Linked DNA regions of Gossypium hirsutum: region 2 is linked to region 1. Evidence: chromatin contacts called from public Hi-C data. All regions are on one chromosome and are shown on one strand. Each heading gives the region's core, a stretch centred on a gene start, on an enhancer-like site or on the middle of the called end of the contact. The rest is flanking DNA. Distances are from core to core; before and after follow the strand shown.

What was found. A called contact is a pair of places that touch in the nucleus more often than the background predicts.
Region 2: a Hi-C map of leaf shows a contact between it and region 1, with 4 times the contacts expected there. The contact joins the promoter of LOC107950649 here to the enhancer-like site in region 1. A contact is called at or near these places in 9 of 34 Hi-C or Micro-C datasets (callus, fibers, hypocotyl and 1 more).

The regions. Positions count from the first base shown.
Region 1 is chrA08:9,137,140-9,141,632 of Gossypium_hirsutum_v2.1, forward strand. It overlaps the pseudogene LOC107951432. Among protein-coding and RNA genes, the nearest start is that of LOC107952205, 32 kb to the left of the region's middle. Within about 2 kb of position 2,487, at least 6 of the 9 cell types and tissues checked have an H3K27ac peak or open chromatin away from gene starts, as enhancers often do. A contact at or near this core is called in fibers and leaf, where this site is marked.
Region 2 is chrA08:9,234,897-9,239,389 of Gossypium_hirsutum_v2.1, forward strand. It overlaps LOC107950649 (nitrate regulatory gene2 protein), which reads right to left and starts at 2,308. Exons shown (of 4, transcript XM_041075821.1): 1 at 897-2,308; 2 at 605-789. The coding sequence starts at 2,157.

The DNA of each region.
Region 1 (4,493 bases), core at 1,237-3,736:
CATCATTAATGAGCTTGAAAGCTTCATCACGAGATAGGAATGATGCAAAGAAGAACTATCAAGTCAACAAGTGGAGTCAGAAGAACAAGTGCATGCAACTTAAACAAGCAGAACAAGCCATTCATGCAAAGTACTTACCTTCTTTCCTCCAGCAAAAATTTCTATTGCATTAGGAAAGATTCCAACAGTCTTTGCTCTTTTGACGCTAGTAATTCATTGAAGGCGATTATTCTCTACAGAAGAAACCCATAAAATATTTGAAGATCATATCATTATTAGAAGAAATGTCAAATAGCTTCCAAGAAAATAGGATACAGAAAAACAAACTAAGAATGAACTGATGTTGAGGAATACCTTTGTTTCAAATGCAAATATATTGGAATAAAAGCATAAATAACGAACAAAGAGGTACATGTGACCCTGCAAAGAATCATATAATTGCATAATTAGAGATAGGAATATAATTCGACCTAAAACCACCAAATATTCAAAGTAAATAAAATATAACCCCACCCCTTTGTGAAAAAAGAAACTCACAGAAAGACAAAAGGAAGGTAAGGTAGACTGGCAAAAAAAATTGCTATCAACATGGTAAATAAGTCATCTAAGTTGGATTACCTGAAGAAGAATACTCTCCTGGAATGCACAGTTGAAATCTTGAACAAGGAACTGCAGCACATGGCAAAACTAAATGTTTAAAATACAAGGCCATTAGAACTTGGAAGTCTAAAATGTAAGATGGTGAGAAAATTTTCAAATATGCTTTTTGCAGTCTGTGGCCCAAATGTAACATAAAAGATTAGATACTGCAATGATGCTACATAAATATTTAGATGTCTGGCATTGCTTAAATGCAATCTGCCATTATCTCTTTCACATCAATAAAGAAATTCATGTACAGGACAAAGAATGTCAAACAAAAAGGAGACAATCTGAGTAGACGCCCTGTTGATAAATAATAATGAATAGACTAAAGATGAAAAACACTCCTTTTAAACTTCAAAGGGAAAGTGTTTTAAAAGTTCAAAGATGAGATATTATTTAGAATAAAAATAGAAGAAAAAGCACAAACAAGCCTTTTCAAATCTCTCACCAAAAACAAACAAATGTTTGCTGTGTGTTCCACATGAATGTTTAAGACCCCAAAACTTCTTAAATACAAACTGGCTGTATCTCTCGCGCATCAATCATGAGAAACAATTCTTGCATATACAAGCCAAAGAATGTCAAAAGGAATACAAAGGAACAAGTAGAGAGTTGCTAACAGCTAGTGATTACAACACAGCAAAGGCATTCACCTCCTCAGGAGGAAGCCTAAACAGTTGGCGATATTCTTCACTCCTCAATGCTGCTGGAGACTGAAATTTAAAAGCATCACAGTTAGTCATAAATGCTAGAAGTTTTAAATTCAACAAAAGCAAAATACACATATAACCTTTTCTTCAATGCATTTTTGGTTTGCTCATTTTTGAAACGGAACAGAATATTAAGTCGTCATACCTACTTACTATAATCAGTCCATGTTTTATTCCCTATGCATTAACTAGAACTTCTTATAGACCATCCTCTTTTCAATCTCTTGTTAGATCAAAATATTTATAAATAATATTTCTCATTTCTAGAACACCAATCAAACAATATTCCCCGTTTATTTTGAATTGTGCTTGTTACAAAAGCAGCTTTCTTATTTTGTTACCATCCAGATGATCTCTCCCTTATTCGTCCCTTGCTTGCATTATATATACATGAATTCGGCAACAATTTCTGGCTTTCATATAATTCCCACGGCACTAAACTTACTGCTGGTTTACAGGGTGCTATACCATGCGACAAGATTGATGGAACTTAAAATGCCGATAGCTTACAACTTTGTAGTACTAATCGAGATGGTCCTTAGCTACATAAATACCAAGTCCTTGCAAAACTTTCAGGAACTAATTTACGAACTTAACCATGAAAACAGAATAGCTTCAACCTATTCCTAATAATAGAAAGTTGAAAGTAATTATACCAATATAAGGGTAATTTGTTTCAACCATACGCATAGCAAACTTAAAATCAAAACAGAAGCCAAACCTATATTCTCGCCTTTTCCCTAGCTGTTGTAAAAGGAGCAGAGAAACGAATTAAGTTACTAGAGTGTGATAGGAAAAGGAACCTGAATGTCAACTTCTCTGTAACTAGGATTAGGCGAAGAATTGGAAGGATCATAACGATCGGGAGTGCTGGTGGTAGACGAACCATTCGGCGAAGTTGAAGAATCGGAAACGACATTGGAAGCTCGTTGAGAAAGAGAAGGATCCAAGGGCGGCCTCGGCAGGTCTATCCTCTCTGCGGCGGCGGACGCCACTTCCATATCAAACGGAAAGAACCAAAGAGCAACGGCGGAGATCTAAGTTTTCGTGCTTTTTTTTTTGGGGGGGGTGGAAGCGTAGTTGGTGGAAAGTAGAAGCAAACAACAGCGCAGTTTTGCAGTCAATTTCAGTGCGGCGCCAAGCCTTCAAGGAGAGACGTTGACAATATTTACGCGCGAACCGTCGATTCCCTGGGTGGTCCCTTTCCACGTGCGGAAGTCAAAACAGTCCGTCGAGCTTTTTCTTTTATCATTTTTCTCCCTCTATTCAGGGCGGAGCTAACAGAATTCCACTTGTTGCGATTTCAGTTGGTGCTTTGTAACCAATTCTCTTAATTTAAAATTTCCTTTTTTAAGAAGTTTTTATGATTATATAATTAACCGAAAAATCAGTAAACTTTAATTTAATATATAATTTAAGCATTTTGATTTCTTGTACTCTTAAAATTTTAATTATATTCAAATATATACATAAAATTTTATTTTAATTTAATTATACATATCTAAATAAATAAATAAATAAATACATTAAAATATTATTATATTAAATAAATATAATTATTTGTATATACAATATATAAACATGAAATGATATTATATTAATAGTTGTATTAATAATACGTAAAAATTAGATCAATTAAAATTATATATATAAAATTACATAAAATTAAAATTTATTATATAAAATTATACATTAAATGAAACTTCATTCATATATAATTTGAAGATTTATAATTATAATAACAAATAAAAACATGTTAGGATGGATTGAAAATTAAATTTAGAGTTTATTGAATAGAAAAATATTAAAATTTAAACACATAATAATTTAAGTTGAACTCGCACGTTAAAATCTCAAACACAACAAAAGTCTCACTGGGATTTAAAATTTCATATTAATATATGATTTATTTTAAAAATTACTTCACTCTAAATTGTAAGACATTAATTATATATATACAAGTACTAAAATTTGTCGTTACATCTAAAAACAATAAAGGGTAAATTATACTCAAAGTCACTAAATTATTAATAAGTTTACGTTTTCATAATTTAACTTCAAAAAGTTACAAAATAGTTACTGAACTATTCAAAAGTTTTCATTTGAGTCACTAGATTGTTAAAATCTCTATTGTATGGTCTTCTCAATTTGCATCGTTTGCACCAATCGAAAGTTCTTATTTCTCTTCTCTTCTATGGTCATTTTTTTCATGAAACAACTTTAAATGTTATGAATTTTGCAAACCGAAAGCCAAACAACTTTCTTCTCCGATCTCTAACACTGGCCATTAGATTGACTTGGATCTAAAGTATGTTTTTCTATTCGTAGATGAGTATCAATACATTGTATCGATCATCGAATTGTCACTTAGAGCTCACTAACTGAACTTAATACTTAACAGTTCAGTGACTTAAATAAAAACTTTCAAATAGTTCAGTGACTTAAATGAAAACTTTTGAATAGTTTAGTGATCATTTTGTAATATTTTGAAGTTAAGTGACCAAAACATAAACTTGCTAATAGCTTAGTACTTGGGGTGTAGTTTACCCTATAATAAATAACTAAATTAAAATTGTGAATCAATTGAATAATTAAATTAAGGCTCCGTTTGTTTCACTAAAAATGACTTCTGGAAAATGATTTCTGAAAAATGATTTATTTTTCTAGAAAAGCTAATATTTCTGGTGTTTGGATGAATTTGTGTAGAATATTTTTTTATCATTTGACAAATTTCCTGAAAATATTTCATAAAAGTTATTTTCAATGAAACAAACATACATTTGAGATTATGATAAGTAGTGAATTGATTAAAAAATGATGTTAAGGTGAAATTATAATAAATAATGAATCTTCATGGTGTTAAGAATTAAATTGTAAACTTTGTGAAATTTATAATTGAAACAAAAGAAATGATATCCATGAAAATTTGTCATGTGAAATAAGATATTATAATGAATTATTTGATTAAAGTGCTTATATGGTGAAAAATAAATTACATGTCAATAGGGACTAAATTGAAAATTGTACAAAAGTTTAATTGTGAAACAATTAATTATGTGAATAAGAAAATTACGGTGAAGTTTAATGAATGTGTTATGTGATGATGAAATATGCATAAAGAATTGTAAAAGTAAAATT
Region 2 (4,493 bases), core at 1,058-3,557, 98 kb after region 1:
AATTATTGTCTACATTAGCACTCATCTGAACAACATGGCTTTACCAGAATTCACCCTCCCAGGAAGCCAACACATATGAAAAGTATCAAATTATCTTTGCACCGCATGTTTCTTTCCTTATCAAGATATTTTGATACCAGAATCCTCGTATCCAACAAATTCATGAAACTACCAACAAGTATTATTCCCCTTGCATTGAATATAAAAGATAAGCAGCAAACTATCAAACTGAATAACTTATTGTGCAAGGAAATAGGTAAATTAAGTGAGAGCACCTTCGTTCTCTACCAACCAACACTAATTTAAGCAAACTTGAAGATAAGAAACCAAATATCATTCACCGATGCAGAAGAAAATATTCCCAGACAAGAAAACTTCCAGTACATTGACAATCAAGAAAAGCAGGACAGGAAACAATGCTACAATACTAACCCAAGCTTCACCTCTCCGACCCAACCCCCCTTTTTTCTTGTCTGAGATCCCTCGGTGTCTAATAATCATATTAATTTAGACTGAATTCAGAGTTGAGCCGGATTTGATCTAAGTAGTACATAAGAAAAAGTAAAAGTAAAAGGGAAAGGGAAAGGGAAAGAATTTATGTTACCTTAACGTCCTCGTAGAGTTTCTTCTCCCAAGCAAGGAGCCGGTCCAAAGTAGAACAAAGGCTCTTTGAACCGCCCGGTTCATTGAGGGCAGTCGCGTCAAGTCGGTATTTCACCGCCAACGGCGGCTTTGAAGTCCAGCTTGAGCTCAGGTTACTGAATGTGCTACTTGAATGATATACTGTCTCTGTAAATTTAAAAATGAGTAAAATAAATTATAAATTTAAGTAAACAAGATGACATCAATTTGAACTGTAACTAAAATAAGCTTAAATTTCCATATCCGAGGCTTACTTTTCAACTGCCTGAAACTTTTATCTAGCTGAGCTCTACTGATCTCAAGCATCTCGGAAACTTGATCTCCGGCGGCGGCAGCCTTATCGAAATTCTCTTTGATCGCATCGACGATCTCTTTCAAATCCTTATGCCTGACAACCATCGTCATATCCATCATAGCGCCCGTTCCATAACCGCCCGCAGACAATCTTGCATCCTCCGACTTATCATCCATTTTATTGCCTGCGGCTGCTCCATACATCTGCTGCCGTGGCTGCGGTTCTACCGGCGGAGGAGTCTGACGAAGATGATGCAACTTCTCCGACTCCCCTCTCCTCGAAGACCGGAAACTGTTGCGGGTCCCGATCTCGGATCTGGATGCCACGTCATCATATCCCTCTTCATCCGATGAACTCGTTGTAGTAAAACGATCATGATCATGGTCCCCCCATTCGCTGCAAAGCACTTCTTCCCTTTCCGTTTCCTCGTCAAAATTACTCTTGGCATTACCGGAACTGATGTTGTAACGGTGGTTCAGCTTTTGTGGACGGAAGAAATCATATTCTGATTTTTCCGTTTCGGTATCTTCCGTATCTTCAGGGTAGTTAGAATCTAAATGATGAGGTTGCTTTCGTTGTTGTACTTTTTGGTCAAAGAATTCGGAGTCTGGTGGTGAGGGAGGGTAAAAATTTTCCCAGTTCCAAACGGAAGAAGCTTGGGAAGGAGTGGCTGAGTACGTGGAATTAGCTGGATAAGCTGTAGGGAAAAAGTGGTTGGAAAACCCAGATTTCGAGCTTCGAGGAGAAGAAGAAAGGCTCGATTCGGACAAAATGTGAGGGAGTTTCGGGGGTATCTTACGTGGCCGACGACGATTGGGTGCGGGTACCGGAGATGAGACACTAGAACCGGAGAGTATGTGAGGGAGTTTCGAGCTAGCTATAGTCGGAGAAGGGGAAGGGGAAGGAAAGAAAGGAGGAGGGGGAGGGTGCAGGGAAGGGGAGGGAGATGGAGGGACACGTAGAGTGGTGGGATTAGATGGTGGAGGAGATGGGTTGGGAGGGTGGAGAAGAACGGCAGGGGTTTCGTCGGAGACGGAAATAGGCTCACCGGCCGCGAAGGAGGCGAGAGCCGAGCCGGTTACACGAAGAGAGCGGCAGTAGTCGGCGTGAGCCGAGGCTAGGTGATGTCGAGCATGAACGGCTTCCTTCATCAAGCGTCGCCGGTCCTTGCACCGCCTTACGATCTCTTCATTGTCTAGCTTTGACGCCGTACAACCCATCCTAACACACTATTTGGTCAAACATGAAAAAAGAAAAAAAAATCAGCAAATAAATGCTGAGCAGACGGTGGCGCGTAGTGTAGCAGGGGCGCCCGGTTTAAGCTTTGTTAACAACTGAATAATGAAAGGAACTGAAGTGCAAGGTAATAATAGCTGATGGGGTATTTGAACTTTTTCCTTTTTGGTATTGTGGCGGGGTCTTCTAGGGCTTTAAAAAAAATCCAAAAATTCATAAATCAAATCAAATGCTAGTATTTTGGTGGGATAAAAAATTGAGTAAATTTTTGAAAAAGAGCCCTTTTTAAAAAAAAATTTATTAGATTAAGTGTAGCAGCTGTTAGTTAAAAAAAAACAATATTACATTATTTAAGAATAAATTGTAAATACATTATGAATCTATGGCACCAAAAAAAATTAAAAAAAAAATATTGGAGACAATTAGAAGCATTTTTTTATAAATCAGTTAAAAACTTTAATCTCGTAATTTTTGAAAAAATAGTCTAATTTAATAATTTGTGTATTTTTAAGAAATTGTCTAAAAAATTACTATGAATAGAATTAAATTTTATTTTAATACTAGAAGTATTTTATTAAAAAAATTAGAGTTGGATTGGGGTATTTTAAATGAGTGGAAGGAGGGAGATTTAGTAATTAATTATATGTAAAAATAGGTTGGTTAATTAAATAAGTTGGTGTTTGCGGTTGCAGAAGGCTGCTTTTTGTTTTCACATTGTGGGTTACAGTGGGGGCGGTTGGAAAGATAAGGGCATAATTAAAGGGTAGACATTGATTATCCACAAACAGTTAAAGAAAAGAGAGAGGATTAAAAAATTTTGTTGTTTTTTAGGGTGGGGGTGTCTTGATTATTAATAAAAAATTTGTTGCCCTTTGAGTGCAGGTTAAAGATGGATGCCGTTTTGGTCTTGGGATAACCCTAAACCTTGAGCCTAAAAGACTGCTTTGCCTAGGTCTTGTTTTTCGCACAAAGGACAATTTTTGAGATTTTTGTTTTATTTTCTTATATATATTTAATTTTTTTTATAAAATGAACTCTCCCGATTAGAGGTGTGCATGGGTCAGGCTACCCGGCCTGGCCCGAAAGTCCACTCGAAAAATGAGAGGGTTCGAGTAAAAATATAGACTCGAAATATAGGTTTGGGCAAAAAAACGAGGCCTATTTAGAAAATAGGCTAGGCTCGGGTAAAATTTTTGGCCCCGGCCCTGCCCAAATTATATACTAAATATATATATTTTTTATTTTTAATCATATTTATATTTTATTTTTAATTTTAATATAATTAATTTTTATTATATTTTCAATTTGTGTATTGTTTTAAAAATTATTTTAATATATTTTTATTTGATTTTTGTTTTAATATTTGTTTTAAATGTATTTGATTATTTAATATATTTTAAAATTTTTTATTTAATGAAATAAGTTAAAAAAATTTAATATGGGTCGGGCCGGGCCGGGCCGGGCTCGGGCTTAATAATTTTATTTCGGGCCGGATTTGGACAAATTTTTAGGCCCATATTTCGAGCTGGGCCGAGCCCGGGCCTAGAAAATGGGCCTAAAATTTTCAGTGAGCACGGCCCAGCCCATGCACACCTCTACTCCCGATCCTTTTAATTGCAAATTTGAATAAATTGATATCTCAAAAATAATTTTAAAAATGAGCAATTAAAGATAATTAATCTCATTGTTAACATTTTTCATCAATTGTAAATGAATTTGATTGTTATGATAATAAATTTAACCCTTAAAATTTATACATTTCTGTCAATTTAATCCTAAATTAACAAATTTATACTGTAATATTTATGTAAATGCATAAATGTTGAGGCCGAATTTTTTAAATTTTTTAGAATTAATGCTAAAATTATAAAATATGTAAACATTAAACGCTAAATTTGTTAATATATTAATCAAAATTATGTACAATTAACGGAAGCCATTAACACTATGATTAATTCCCTTTAGTTACTCACTTTTGAAAGACAAAGATTAAATTACTCTAAGGTTTTTTGTTAGGGATTAATTTACTCAATTTCGAAATTGAAAGGTACTAAAAAAGTCATTTACTTATTTTTTATCTCGAGTATTTTTTTTTAATTTAACATATTTTTAAAACGCAATGTCACATATACTATACGTAGTTGAACAAATACTATATATATTTTTGGTTTAATGTACACTTTAGTCCTTAAATTATATTAGTTTTTCGCTTTAGTTCTTAAAATTTTTTTGGCCCAATTTAATCTCTAACGTTACTAGACATTCCCAGTTCAATCATTTAGACGTTAAAAAATTCAGTCACTCAATCATATGTTGCCAC